4 separate regions of the Sus scrofa genome follow, and regions 1, 2 and 4 are each linked to region 3. Evidence: chromatin contacts called from public HiChIP or PLAC-seq data. All regions are on one chromosome and are shown on one strand. The core of a region is the stretch at or near the end of the contact, and the rest is flanking DNA. Distances in the headings are between cores, read along the strand shown. Region 1 has its middle 19 kb from the start of ZNF706. Region 2 overlaps LOC102160303 (a long non-coding RNA gene). Region 3 holds the start of YWHAZ (tyrosine 3-monooxygenase/tryptophan 5-monooxygenase activation protein zeta). Region 4 holds the start of ZNF706 (zinc finger protein 706).

Region 1 (3,517 bases), core at 26-2,525, 230 kb before region 3:
TTAATCCAGTCTTTTGCCTCCACATTTATGCAAAAATTTTAAAAATTGTTCTTTTGTGAACTACACAAAGGTCATAAAATACTTTGACATTTTTAGATGAAATGAGTGAAAGAAAGACCCTTCTTATCCCATGAGCTTACTTTGCAGCAAAAAGAAGGTGAGTAACATAGATAGCTTCAGATATGAAATGCTGGCCATGTAATCTACTTTGATTTGTTCGGTGGAGTACTTAGAGATCTAACCAAGGAATAGTTATAGTACATATAAAAATGGAAGTGTCTTGGAGCTCCCTTGGTGGTGCAGTGCTTAACGAATCTGACTAGAAACCATGAGGTTGCGGGTTCGACCCCTGGCCTTGCTCAGTGGGTTAAGGACCCGGTGTTGCTGTGAGCTGTGGTCTAGTTCACAGACGCAGGCTCAGATCCTGCATTGCTGTGACTGTGGTGTAGGCCGGCGGCTAAGGCTCCAATTCAACCCCTAGCCTGGGAACCTCCATATGCCACAGGATTGGTCCTAGATTTACATGCCTTTGCAAATTCTTCCACAAAAGCATTTTTAATGAACAGGGTTATTTTGCTGGATGGGTATCCTTACTGCTGGGCATATAAGTTAATAATAAGTGTTTGCTTGTTTATTTGTTTTTTAGGGCCACACCCATGGCACATGGAAGTTCCCAGGCTAGGGGTCGAATCTGAGCTGCAGCTGCTGGCCTACACCACAGCCATAGCAATGCCAGATCCTTAACCCACTGAGCGAGGCCAGGGATCAAACCCAGTCCTCATGAATATTAGGTTCATTACCGCTGAGCCGCAACGGGAACTCAAAGCATAAGTTTTTATTATTTTAAGCACTGCTGGTTCTAAAAATATTTGTGTTAATAGTTACATCTTTATGCTAAATAATTACTTTGGTGGATTAAATTCCTTATCAATAAGTTTTATAATTGAAGGATATAATTATTGTCAAGGCTTTTGATAGCTTTCCCAGACACCCTATTTCCCTGTTCTTGATCTGTGAAACTGAATACACCCTTAACTCCATCCTAGAATTGGGGTCCTGTCTTGCGCCTCTCCCAGGGGGTGGGAACTTGCCCCTCCTATGTAAGCCTCCCAGGGGTCCACTTCTTGTCTGCTTTTACCTGTCATGGCTAGAGGTGTGTAAGGTAGCCCTGTCTGCTTCTCTGTCTGTCATTACCTGCCCACTATGCTGACCCCTGGGGCAGGCCATTTTTCTGAACCATATTAGACATTGCCCAGGGTCACCCTGGGCCCTTGGCAAGTGTCCAGAGTCAGGCCACCCTTCTCTACTACCTTTTTGTGTGTGACGATTACTATAGTGTCCTGGCTCTTGGGGTATATTTCTGATCCTCTCTGCTGTTTACACAATACTGCTTCCTTGGTTAAGTTCTCTGAAATGTAATTCTCAAGTATAATGTTCCTTTCATAAAACACGATCTTCTTTATAATGATCAACTAGGGGCCTGAGTTCTAGGATGCCTTGTGGAAAAGCTGCATGGCAGCTACTAACAACCCATTTAAAGACTGGCAACACAAATTATCCTAATCACAAAAAGAATGATATTTAATCTAGTTTGTAAATATTTGACTGTGGTAAAATAGGTATAACATGAAGTTTACCATTTTAATCACTTTTAAGTGTATAATTCAGTGGCCTTAAGTAGAGTCAAAATGTTGTGTAACCATGACTGCTATCTTTTTCCAAAACTCTTTCATCACTCCAAATAGAAACTCTGTAAACATTAAGCAATAACTTCCCATTCCCCTCTCCTAGCCATGGTAACTGCTACTTTCTGTTTCCATGAATTTGTCTGTTCTTGATATTGGATATAAGTGGAATCATATGCTACTTGTCTTTTTGTGTCTGGCTCCTTTCACTTAGCATAATGTTTTCAAGGTTCATCCATGTTGTAGCAGGTATCAGAATTTCATTTTTTATGGCTGAATACTATTTTATCATGTATGTGCCATGGGGTTTTTGTTTTTGTTTTATTTTTGGGGTTTTTTTTTTTTTTTTTTTTTTTTTGCCTTTTCTTGGGCCCCTCCTGTGGCATACGGAGGTTCCCAGGCTAGGCGTCTAGTCGGAGCTGTAGCCACTGGCCTACACCACAGCCACAGCAACACGGTATCTGAGCCGCATCTGCGACCTACACCACAGCTCACGGCAATGCCAGATCCTCAACCCACCGAGCAAGGGCAGGGATCGAACCCGCAACCTCATGGTTCCTAGTCGGATTCGTTAACCACTGTGCCACGACGGGAACTCCTGTGCCACAGTTTTTATCCATTTACCTGTTGGTGTACACTTAGGTTGTTTCCACAGTTTGGCTAATGTGAATAATGCTGCTATTATTAAATGCCTAGCATCTCTAATAACCCTAATTATAAAGGAATGGTATTTAATCTGTTCTTATGATTCACCTTTGTTACTAACATTTCCAATTTCTCATAAATATATATAGATATGAAAGTCACTAGCCACATTCTCTTTCAATAATCAGTGCTTTAAACAGTATACCAAAGCAGCCTAATTTGTATTTTAACCTTAGTCCAGGATTTATTTGAGGAAGTTTACAAAATACAAAAGGAGCAAAATAGATTTTTTTAAAAAAGGAAGATTTAGAGAAAAACAAGGATGGCATTGTAAAATGAAGCCTGGGCAATATACACCAAAAATGTAGAATATACCAAAAATTATTGCACAGTAGGTATGTCATAATTTCTAAGCTTCCTAGTGACCAAGAAAGAATCAGTCAGAAGAGTCATAGGGTTTAAAAGATAAGAAACAAACAAAAAAGGACCAGTTGCTCAGAAGAAAAAGGCCAAATGTTTCCAGGATTGAATTACAAGATAAGTGAGGAGAACTATTTAATACAATAGATTGTATCTTCAGTAACTTGCTTATAGTAAACACGAACTGAGTTTCATAAGGCTGTTTCTTATAGTGCTGCTCAAAGGAAGCTAAAGGTATAACATAGAGTGGAACTCAAAAAAAAATTATAAGAGGGGAAAAATATGTCCAAACATTCAACTCTCTGCCTCAGGAATGCGATTTGGATTTTAACAAATCCGTATGGAATGAATGCATTATATACTCAAGTAATTATTTCTTAATCATGATTTATTTTTTGCCTTTTTGGGGGTGGAACACACCCACAGCATACGGAAGTTTACAGGCTAGGGGTTGAATTGGAGCTACAGCTGCCGGCCTACACCACAATCACAGCAACACTGGATCTGAGCCGTGTTTATGACCTACACCGCAGCTCAGGGAAATGCTGGATCCTTAACTCACTGAACAAGGCCATGGATTGAGCCCAACTCCTCATGGATACTAGCTGGGTTCATTACCACCGAACCACAATGGGAACTTCTTAATTATGATTTCTTAAAAATAAATTTCTGATGAGTTGAGTAGCAGGGAATTTTGGATATTTTTTCTGAGAAGAAATTAGAAACCCTTTGCCCAGGTTACTGATGAAAGGAAACTTAATTTGCTG
Region 2 (3,396 bases), core at 400-2,899, 140 kb before region 3:
GTTGCGGGTTCGATCCCTGGCCTTGCTCAGTGGGTTAAGGATCCAGTGTTGCCATGAGTTGTGGTGTAGGTCACAGATGTAGCTCGGATCCCGCGTTGCTGTGGCTCTGGCGTAGGCCGGTGGCTACAGCTCCGATTCGACCCCTAGCCTGGGAACCTCCATATACTGTGGGAGCGGCCTAAGAAATGCCCATGGTTTAAAAGAAAAGAGAATTACAATCTCAAACATTAACAAGAGAATCCCAAACGTGCCTTGCATTTGGGAAGAGCCTGATGGAGCATCCACAGATCTCATGACACACACAATCTTATTGCACATGGTCCCCACCACTGGTCTCAAACAAAGCAGTAAGATTTAATGCAAAACCTCTGTCTTCCAGCCCCTTCACTGGGCCCCCAAATGAGACATATACGGGCTAAAGTTTCAGGAGAGCAAGACCAAGAGTGGAGCTCACCACCAGTAGGAATGGTCCCACTGCCCTCCTCAGGGCTCTCACATGGACCTTCCTTGCCACTGCCCCATCTCTCCAGCTCCCCCAACTCACACCTGCCTCCTGCCTTTATACCCCTTCTCCCCTTCATGTGAGTGTTTTGGCTTCGACCCCAGTTCTCCTAACAGGAAGGAGAGCAGGGAAGTGGGAACCTGAACGGACCGCCTTCTGCTTCTGCCAATCCCTGGCCGAATCAGCCATGAGGGTCACTGGAGAGCCAAGCCATCCTAACACAGGGGACCTTCTCTGAACACTCACTGAGTGCTAGGTGCCTTCTGTACATCATCTCATGTCACCCTCACCAGAAACTCGAGAGTATCAAGCCCTCACATACAAAGAAACAAGATCCAGTTTCACCAAGCTAGAAGTGGCAGAGGTGAGATTCAAACCCCTACCTGCTCCAAAGCCCATGTCTTCCCTATCACAATACAAGAGAAAAGGTAAAGGGACACGGAGCATTTATTGTCGTGCAGCCTCAGCAGCACCTGGGAGCTTGTTAGAAATGCAGTCTCTCAGGCCCCTGCCGGGCCTTCTGAGAGGGAATCTGAACTTTAACAAGATTCCAGGCAATTTCGATGCCGTTTAAAGTTTGAGAAACCCGCCTCTGCATCCGTGGTTCGGGATTCGCAGCCCAGGCTGTACACAGGAATCATCTGGATAGCTTTGCACTAATGCCAATGCCCGGGGCCCACATCTGTGGTTCTGATTTAACTGTCCAGTTTATTAAAAGCTCCCCAGGTGATTCCAATGGGCAGCAACCTTTGAGAACCACTAGCAGAAGAAAAGGGACAGTTGACAGCTGTGGAGTCTGGGTGCCACTAGCTACTTGCCTGTCTTCCCAGGCAGAGGTTTGAGAGCAGCATCAGGGAGGCCCAGTAATAGGACAGAGACAGACTGGCTTTCCTGCCCGCCGGCGCGAGCGCGGTTAGACAGACATCGCCTGTGGAGGGACGCGGGGTAGGGGCTCCTGCTCTGGAAGCCCAGCAGTCTGGGTGCCAGAAACGCAGGGGGAGCGAGTTCGCCGGGCTCCGCCCGCGCCTTGAGTGGGGCTGGGAGAACGGGTGCAGCGCGCAGGCGCAGAGGCGGGGCGGGACCAGGCGGCGGCCCGCTCGGTTCCGGCGGGTAGGGGTGACTCAGAGGGCGGGGGCCGCAGCCTGCTCTCGCCCCCGCCCCCACCGGGCCGGCAACGGCCGCCTCCAGGGCCGCCTCCGGAAGGGGTGGGGCCGGGCAGCCCGGCAGCAGGCAGGTGGGCAGGTGCGCCGCCGCCCGGGGAGTGCGCATTCGAGCTCTTTGTTGATCAAACCCGCCCAGCCCCGGGACTGGGCGCGAGCCCCCGGAGCTGAGTCATGGCCGCCTGCTGGGTGCACGGCCACATGGCCCCCCACCACGTGCATCCCTTTCCTGAAGCTGGTTTGTTTCATGAGGCCGCCAAAAAGTCAGAAACCAGGGAGAGGTGGCTTCTGTTCTAAAAAGCCCTTTACTCGTAATTCATAAGCAAGGTCACTCCAGCACTCACACAGCGCTGAGCGAGAGGCACCGTCCCTGAGGATGCCACCTCCAGGAGGATCGTGATTTTGAGGCTTGAGGCAAAGCTCCCAGATAGACCCATCGTGACACGGTCAGGAAGATTCCTCTATAGCTGCCCCATGTCCCCACACCTGCCTGGGGTATGGGCTGAGAAAGCGGGCCTAGGGTCACCTGGAGAACTTGTCAGAAATGCACATCCGCCAGCCTTGTTGGCAGAGCCTGAGATTCAACAGAACCAGCTACAGCTGTGGAATCTGCATTTTAACAAGGGTCCTGACGTTTTCTAAGCAGGTGCTTGGTAGACTTGACTTTGAGAGTCACTGATTTTGAGGAGGTTCCCCCTGAGCTTAGATGCCTTAACTACAAATGGGTCCCCACTGAAGGATCATGAGTTGAGTTTGCAAGGAGGCACAACTAGCAGTTGGCAGAAGGAGTCAGGTCAGGGTCACCAGGCCTCCACACCTGTGTTTAATTTATGTGCACGGGCTAAACCTGCATTGCAGCCGTCCTCAAGGAGTTTCTAGGAGTTCCCGTTGTGGCTCAGTGGTTAACGAATCTGACTAGGAACCATGAGGTTGAGGGTTCGATCCCTGACCTCGCTCAGTGGGTTGAGTCTGGCGTTGCCATGAGCTGTGGTGTAGGTTGTAGACGCGGCTTGGATCCCGTGTTGCTGTGGCTTCATGTTGCTGTGGCCCTGGTGTAGGCCTGCGGCTACAGCTCCAATTCAACCCCTAGCCTGGGAACCTCCTTGTGCCGCAGAAGCGGCCGTAGAAATGGCAAAAAGACAGAAAAAAAAAAAAAAAGGCGCTTCTAAACCCATCCTTTCTACTTTGGTGGTACTGAGTACAAGCGGAAACAAGCAGTATTAGCTGGCATTTTCACACCACTTGATTTTCTCGGGAGGATGTTTCATCATGGTAAGTGGACTTGGGTATATGCACTGTAGCTTAAGCCTATCTGCCGCTAATGGGCCTGGACCCCCAGAAGAGTCTATTATGTCTAATGTCATGTCGAATGAATTTTTATATAATCTCTGCTTTAAAAGCTGCTAGTCTAGCAAAAGAGGATAGAGAAAAAAAATCACTGGAAATTGGGTTTAAGAACAAATTTATCCCCTTGCTTGGGAAATGTCATCTTATTCTGTTAACTGCTCCTAAAAAGAAAAAAATGAGTGAATAAATTATATTCTCAACAATTTGTTTGAAGTGTGGGTATGTGACTCTAAAAACAGACAGCCCTGGCTTAAATCTCAGCTTTTCCACTTACTGGCTGGTAACCTTTGTCAAGTTCTTTCCTCTTTGTGCCTCAGTTTCCTTATCTGAAACACGAGAGTTGCAAATATTTATTTTACACTTAGTACAGCCAGATATTGTACGACA
Region 3 (3,536 bases), core at 120-2,619:
GATAGTTTTCATTAGAAGGAGCATTAGCCTGAGAGCATTTTTTAGGTCCTAGGGGACGCATTAGTAATTTCGAGAAGGGAGGGGGTTGGAGGGTTATGCGATCACAATTTTGGTTTTCACACTGAAGCAGTATATACTTCCCATTCAAGCTAGCTAAGTACTTGTTTAAATACGTGGGGACCTGTTCGGATTTGTGGGGTGTTACCCCCCCGCCCCCCAAGTATTGTGGCATTTCCCTGGGAAGGTAAAAGGAGTCAATTCCCGTAGTGAGTGACAGTAGCTCTTCTCTTCCACACTCAGGCTGTACATTTTTCTTTAAAATTGTGTACCCTCTGGGATCACTGTATGGTTTAGTGTCTTTGCTGTTTTACGACTCTTCAAAAGGATATCTTAAGGAAGACTATAACGGGGGTAAATTGAAAAGTCAAGGGAGCTTTAAAATGAGAGAAAGAATTAGGAAGGGAAGCGTGAGTAGTAATGTATTCAATTGAATTTTGACTGCTAGAAACAGTGCAGTAATTCATCATTTAAACTGAACAAGGACATCAGAAACACTGGTCACACTGGAAGCACTTACTATGCATAATTTAGAGCTCACAGATAGAACTGAAGTTCCGGGACTCATGGAGATATATATATATATCCTTTTTTTTTTTAAGACTGTGCATATAAGAAGGTACAGGTAAATGAACCCTTAGGGCCACTTTGGTCTTGATCCTTGGTGGTGGGTTAATATTGAGAATATCTTAAACAAGAAATTTGGTCATTTCTCCTAGAGAATTGGCATGCTGTCATCAGGTGACAAATTTGCAAAGATCAGTGGACTTGTGGTAGGGGTGGTAAATTTAAATGCTCCTGATAAGAGTAACTATTAAACTAAAAGGACATGAATTAAATTAAACTGACATGAATCGTGCACAAGTATGACAGAAAGTAATGTTTTTGTAAGTGGTGTCTTCACTAAAGATAAGCTCCTTGATTTTGGATTACTTAGTGATAATGGAAACTGAGTGGAAATTTTGACCAAGTAAGATAAAGGTTGGTTTTCAAGGCTCTTGGTCAAATGTGCTTTGACCTTATGTGAAATTAGGATCTTCTGAACAAAGATGAGGCAAAGCTGCTTTAGTTTTGCTAAAGCAAAACTGTTGTTAATGGCTATAAATGACCATCTGCATGCTGAGTATATCAATTTTTTTTCTCATTCTGAACATCCTTTTGTGAGGCTGCATTAAATTCCTCATGTGAAGAATCTTCCATAGGTAATTAGGTTTGGGGTGTTAACACAGCTTATTTACAAGAGAATTAAAGTTGAGTCTGATTGTTTTAATGGAAAAAATATCTAAATGCTACTTTTTCTCTCCTGCAGAACATCCAGTCATGGATAAAAATGAGCTGGTGCAGAAGGCCAAACTGGCCGAGCAGGCTGAGCGATATGATGACATGGCAGCCTGTATGAAGTCTGTAACTGAGCAAGGAGCTGAATTATCCAATGAGGAGAGGAATCTTCTCTCAGTTGCTTATAAAAATGTTGTAGGAGCCCGTAGGTCATCTTGGAGGGTCGTCTCAAGTATTGAGCAAAAGACGGAAGGTGCTGAGAAAAAACAGCAGATGGCTCGAGAATACCGAGAGAAAATTGAGACCGAGCTAAGAGATATCTGCAATGATGTACTGGTGAGAATCCAACCATTCAGTCTAGCATCTATAGTGAATATCAGTTATGTTACTGTCAACTTTTTCTTTTTTTGGTTTTTCTTTTCCTTTTAAAAAAGGGGTGTTCTAGATTTCCAAGTCTTCCAGAATATCTTTACTAAAAGATGTTAAAACAGTAGTGGTTAAATTAAGTTGGTATAAAATAAATGCAATGATGATTATCAATCATTTCACATAGACTGCCAGTGTATTTTTTTTCTAATGGAGAAGATAATAGTATTTTTCAGTTGTGGTTAGAGTATTTGTGGTAGTTCTATGGCTGATTTTCTTAAAAGTAAAAAATACACTGCAGGAATTTTATATGTCTTGTTTTATGTAAGATGTAATGGGAGACATTGTAGCCTTCCCTGAGCTAGCCACTATAATGTTAATGTAGTGAGTCAGCCATGGTGAAAACTGGCTTAGCAGTTGCTTTTCTTTCTTCCTGCTTTTAAGTGTTGAAAGTCATCTTTGAACATTGACAACCACAATAAAAGATTATCTCAAGCTTTATTTTCCAGGTTCACTCAAGAAGTATTTTAAGTATTCAGTCCCTACTGTGTTGAATGGCTGCTTTTTTAAATACCTTAGAAAAATTGAACATTACATTTTGGCTGTTTTAACATTTTCTTAAAAATGGTAACTTTCTATTTCAGAAGAGTTTCAATCTGAGGATAAACTGGTAGAAGATCGACCATTTAGCATATAACATCCTATATATGCTAATACTTTCCCTTTTTAATGAACCAGGCATTTTTGCACTTAAAGTGGGTTTTACTAAATGATTACCCTTATATTGTAGGACTTTAGGTTATACATTGGGTCTCATTATGGCAGCGCTCTTGTATACAGTATCCCAATTTCTCTGAAAATCCAGCTGCACTACTTATTATTTGATCGTTGTTCATGGAAGAACTGCTGTAATGAGCAGTACAGAATTATTTCTGCTGTTGTGGGTTTGGGGTTTGGTACAGTTGTAGTGGTATTCTTTTACATTAATGGAATAGCTTCAGTTCCTAAATTGAATATTTTTCTCAAATGTTAATTTTCTTTAGGCTCTCTTTTAAAGGACAGTTATCTTAACATGGCCTCACAGTCTTCATGTGGTATCTTTTGTGTGTAGTTTGGTTTTGATAACTAACTTGAAATCTTTACACTGATAGCTATCATTTATTTCTAACATGAAAAGGGAGTTCCATGCTTTTATTGAGGCTAAATGACAAATGTTGGTCTTATGGTTTGCTTAAGAATGTAATAAGAATGTTTAAAATTTGAGAATACCATGTTTTTCTGTAATTAAAAAAAAAGTGTTGGACTTTCCCCATCTTGCTCTGTTTACTGGTTAATACCTGTGTACATGCTAATCAGTTTTGTTCATGCTACTGTTTTTCCCCCAGTTATTAAAACCTGATAGATTAAATAATTTTTACTTTGATTTCAAAGAGTTTGTTATAATTTCCCTAAGATAAATGTCAGCTTTAAGAATAAAAGAAGGTGTGGTAACAGTTACCCTCTACTAACAAGCTTATTTGTGATTCCAGGTAGGTATTTGCATGTTTTCCACACAAAAAGTATAAAAACTCCCATTGTTTTGAGGATTTTCCTAGGAAAAGACTGTAGCTGTTTTAACTTCCCTTTGGTTTCCTTATCAAGAGGGGAAAAAAAAATACTGCATAGGATCAATGGGTGAAAAGAACTGGGTTAATCTCTAAATAGTTTCTCCCTGTCGATCATGATTATTAAGGTGTTTTAATAGTGGTCCCTGGCATTGTTTTTCAGAATACCACTGGCTTCTCACAAAGTCTACATTAAATTTCCAAGTATAGATAAGTGGAAGTTTAATTCCT
Region 4 (3,410 bases), core at 692-3,191, 210 kb before region 3:
CTTTTACCAAATTCTCAAAGGAGGTACAACTCAAAAATTTAAGAAACACTGGCTCTACCAGATATTTCATCTAGGCCTGGGTAACAAGTGACATGGTAATCCTATTTCACCACAGAAATCACCTATCTAGTTAAAAAGACAGCTTTGCCAATCAGATTTCCCTGTCCTTTTCATCGTCCAGTCTCTTTCATGGCTAGAGAAACACAACTCTTCCAATTTCCTGTCTTTAGGTTTCCCAAGTGCCTCATGTGCTTCCTTCCTATTAGCCAGGTTAATATAATTATACAGTTATGGTGACTTAATAGTTAAGCTATGGCTTCATACATCGATAAGTTCTGCTTTCTTTTCTTTTTTGTCTTCTTAGGGCTGCACCCGCGGCATATGGAGGTTCCCAGGCTAGGGGTCCAATCGGAGCTACAGCTGCGGGCCTACACCACAGCCACAGCAACGCTGGATCCTTAACCCACTGAGCAAGGCCAGGGATCGAACCCGAAACCTCATGGTTCCTAGTGGGATTTGTTTCCACTGCGCCACGATGGGGACTCCCAGTTCTGCTTTCTTGATACACATCAGTTAATCTGATCAATAGCCATTTACTCACCCCCTACTATATTTCATATACTGCTAAGCACTGGGTATGCAGCGGCGAAAATGAGCTTACAATTGAGCACTGGAGAGAGATTAAAATTTGAACCTGTCGTTTAAAACTGCAATATGGAAGGGAGGGTGTGAAAAGTGAGAGGACCTGAAGTGGGGAGGAAAAGGAACGACTGAACAAGTTGTATGCCACCCAAATTCATTAAGCAGTTAACTCCTCCCTGGCTATTTTCAACAATTCTGTGATATATATACCCCGGTCCACCCAAGTTATCCTAGTAACTTGCCATGTATTTACATTCAACTACCATTTCCTGGGCGCTGACAGATAAATTAGGAGAGCGGAGGCAAGGTGAGAATGTCAAATGCCAAGAGTTCCTTTGTTGTTGGATCTGTAGTTCTAATTTGAAACAAACGTGTGTTGGGTGGCGGCGGCGGAGGCGAGGGGAGGGGGGAGGAGGGAAGCAGCAGACTAAAGCCAAGGTCTAAAAGGCCTTTCCAGATAAACAGATTTAATAATTACTAAATCGCCATGCTCTTGATCACATATTGGAAATTAGCCGTCGTGGCCTCTAAGTCAAGTAACACACACGCGCACACACACACACACACACACACACACAATTCCCCCAAATAGTAACAACTGATTAAACTGCTAAGTAGTTAGACTAAAATGGTCAGGGAGGCCTGGCCGGCAATTTTCAGCGAGACACTCAGGCCTGAATCTTGAACTCTCTAAAATTCCCAGATTCGTAGAGTAACCAGGGTTTCCCCGGAAACGAGGTAAAGGGCAGCTGGTGAGCGAACAAAGGCTGCACGTCCCAGTTAAGGGCCGACCAGCCCGCCCGGGCCTCACAGGAGGCGGGGACGGCAGTGCGCCTGGGTGGCGGGCTCCCGGGTCGGCGACCCTTAGCGCCGCGGGGCTGGCGCGCCTCACCGGGACCCTCCCCAGGCTGGGACACAGGAGGGCGCCGCCGAGGTGGGAGGCTCGTGACCTGGGACGCAGGGGCTGAGGCCCGGCCACCGCCCGAATGAGTGAGCGAGCGACTTGTGAATCACACTGCGGGCCGTCACCAGCCAGGACCGAGATCACGCGGGTCCCAGGGCCGGCTAAAGCCGCCCGGAGAGAGCACGCGGCAGGGGAGGGGCACAGAGGACAGAGCGCGACGTCCCCTGCAGTTCCCTTCTCTGAGGGGCCGCCTTCAGCCTGCAGGCCCCGCCTCTCCACTTATGTAATAGGGGCGCGCTGCCATTGGCCCGCGCGGCCGGAAGAGGGGCAGGCGCGCTAGAGAGTGGGGGCGGGGAGGAGGCCTCAGCAGGAAGGCGAGTGGGCGGGAGCAGGGAGAAGCGGGCGGCGCTGGGGCGACTGGGAGAGCAGCGCGGCGTGCGCGAGCACGAGGCGTAGTGGCCTCCCCCAAGGCTGAGGCGGCGGCGGGCGCGCGCGGCGGCGGCGGCGGCGGCGGCGGCGGGTGTGAGGCGCGGGCTGTTGTGCTCTCGGCTCTCCCTTTTCCCCTCCTTGGCGGGTGGAGGAGGTCGAAGCGGTGCTGGACGCGCTCCCCTTCCTCTCCGGCCACCTCCCCGGCGCTCTCGCGCTGCGCGGTCTCTCAGACGCAAGACTGTCCCGGCCCGGGTAAGCGGCTGTGGGGGCGGCGCTGACGCCGCACAGGACGCCCGGGAGCCCGGGTGGGGGCCCGCCGGCGGGGTCGGCGGGAACCATGGGGGTTACCACAGGTCGCGAGGGGCCACCGGCCTGCCCCGCCTCCCGGGGGCGGCCGAGCCCGTCCTGTCCGGCGCGGGCCGCGGAAGGAGGGGAAGCTCGGGCGCCTGCCAGGCCCTGCAGGTGGCCGGGTCGCAGACCGGTAGCCGAGCGGTAACCTTACCCTCTGGCGACAGCAGCTGGCCGGTTTCTCGAGGCCGGGACTCCCCGTGGTCAAGGGGCCGGGTTTCGGACAGCTGAGGCCTCCGGGAGGCACGTCTCGGGCCGGGGTCCGTGGGGAGTGGCGGGTAGAGAGAGACTGGGTGGCAGAAAAGAGGAGGGGGCTCTCTGAGGCTGAAGAGACCGGATCGAGAAGGAAGATGCGCCCGGCTGCAGCTGGGTTCAGCGAAGTGCTGAGAGAAATAGACCTTACGGCTGGTGCTTTCATCCTCTGCCTCTCCAAAACGGATGGAGTTAAAAGCCAGGGTCAGGATGTTGAACACTGCCTGGGCCTCTTCGCTTCACATTCTTAGGGAGGATGATCCTACTTCCTGGATCCAAAATCTTTTTTTTTCCTCTCTTATTTGTTTTGGTTCTAAGAGGGTCTTTGGGGCAGTGCTTAACTTGTTACCTCCGATAAGAGCTCCTCGTTTTGGAAGAACTCGTTATTCGCTCTGTTACTTCCCTCTTTGCAGCCCCCTCCGAGAATCGTCCAAAATAAGAGTTATATTAAAAACCAACTTTTAGGGTTGTACATGACTTCCTGCTCCACAGTTTGGCGCATTTAATCAGGGAGAAGTTATGCTTAGTTATTGCTTAAGGTTTTGTAGAAAATTCGATTGGCTTGAGAGCAAGTCCTAAGTTGAGCTGTCCAAAAGCAGGTGGTTTGTTCGTTTGCATTTCTGCTTTCAGGAAGGAAATCAATGCAGCGTGTTAGAACTTAGGGGCCGATCTTAACACATTTAGACTAATTGAGTTTCCTTTACCTGATGTTAGGCTTTCTATTTCAAAAATAAGAACAGCAACCACAGACGTATTTATTAAAGCTTTCATGGCTTGTTTGTTACTTTTGTTAGATGACAGTGAAAATGGGTTAAATCTATCGTGTAATGTTATG

The links. HiChIP or PLAC-seq counts read pairs in DNA pulled down with a chosen protein or histone mark.
Region 1: an H3K27ac HiChIP or PLAC-seq map of alveolar macrophages shows a contact between it and region 3. The contact joins the enhancer-like site here to the promoter of YWHAZ in region 3. A contact is called at or near these places in 2 of 5 promoter capture datasets (both in liver), 6 of 47 Hi-C or Micro-C datasets (blood, embryonic fibroblasts, fetal skeletal muscle and 2 more) and 2 of 2 datasets of contacts at active chromatin or transcription factors (alveolar macrophages and skeletal muscle).
Region 2: a contact with region 3 is called in an H3K27ac HiChIP or PLAC-seq map of alveolar macrophages. The contact joins the enhancer-like site here to the promoter of YWHAZ in region 3. A contact is called at or near these places in 3 of 5 promoter capture datasets (fetal liver, fetal skeletal muscle and liver), 10 of 47 Hi-C or Micro-C datasets (alveolar macrophages, brain, fetal heart ventricle and 4 more) and 2 of 2 datasets of contacts at active chromatin or transcription factors (alveolar macrophages and skeletal muscle).
Region 4: a contact with region 3 is called in an H3K27ac HiChIP or PLAC-seq map of alveolar macrophages. The contact joins the promoter of ZNF706 here to the promoter of YWHAZ in region 3. A contact is called at or near these places in 3 of 5 promoter capture datasets (fetal liver, fetal skeletal muscle and liver), 24 of 47 Hi-C or Micro-C datasets (adipocytes, alveolar macrophages, blood and 13 more) and 2 of 2 datasets of contacts at active chromatin or transcription factors (alveolar macrophages and skeletal muscle).

The regions. Positions count from the first base shown.
Region 1 is chr4:35,746,831-35,750,347 of Sscrofa11.1, forward strand. No RefSeq gene overlaps it. Among named protein-coding and RNA genes, the nearest start is that of ZNF706, 19 kb to the right of the region's middle. Within about 2 kb of position 1,276, at least 9 of the 83 cell types and tissues checked have an H3K27ac peak or open chromatin away from gene starts, as enhancers often do. A contact at or near this core is called in alveolar macrophages, liver and omental adipose tissue, where this site is marked.
Region 2 is chr4:35,837,147-35,840,542 of Sscrofa11.1, forward strand. The region is part of intron 1 of LOC102160303 (a long non-coding RNA gene); the gene reads left to right. Among named protein-coding and RNA genes, the nearest start is that of ZNF706, 71 kb to the left of the region's middle. Within about 2 kb of position 1,650, at least 58 of the 83 cell types and tissues checked have an H3K27ac peak or open chromatin away from gene starts, as enhancers often do. A contact at or near this core is called in alveolar macrophages, brain, fetal liver and 3 more, where this site is marked.
Region 3 is chr4:35,978,458-35,981,993 of Sscrofa11.1, forward strand. YWHAZ (tyrosine 3-monooxygenase/tryptophan 5-monooxygenase activation protein zeta) reads left to right here and starts at 1,370. Exons shown (of 5, transcript NM_001315726.1): 1 at 1,370-1,671. The coding sequence starts at 1,378.
Region 4 is chr4:35,766,146-35,769,555 of Sscrofa11.1, forward strand. It overlaps ZNF706 (zinc finger protein 706), which reads left to right and starts at 1,942. Exons shown (of 4, transcript XM_003481371.3): 1 at 1,942-2,227.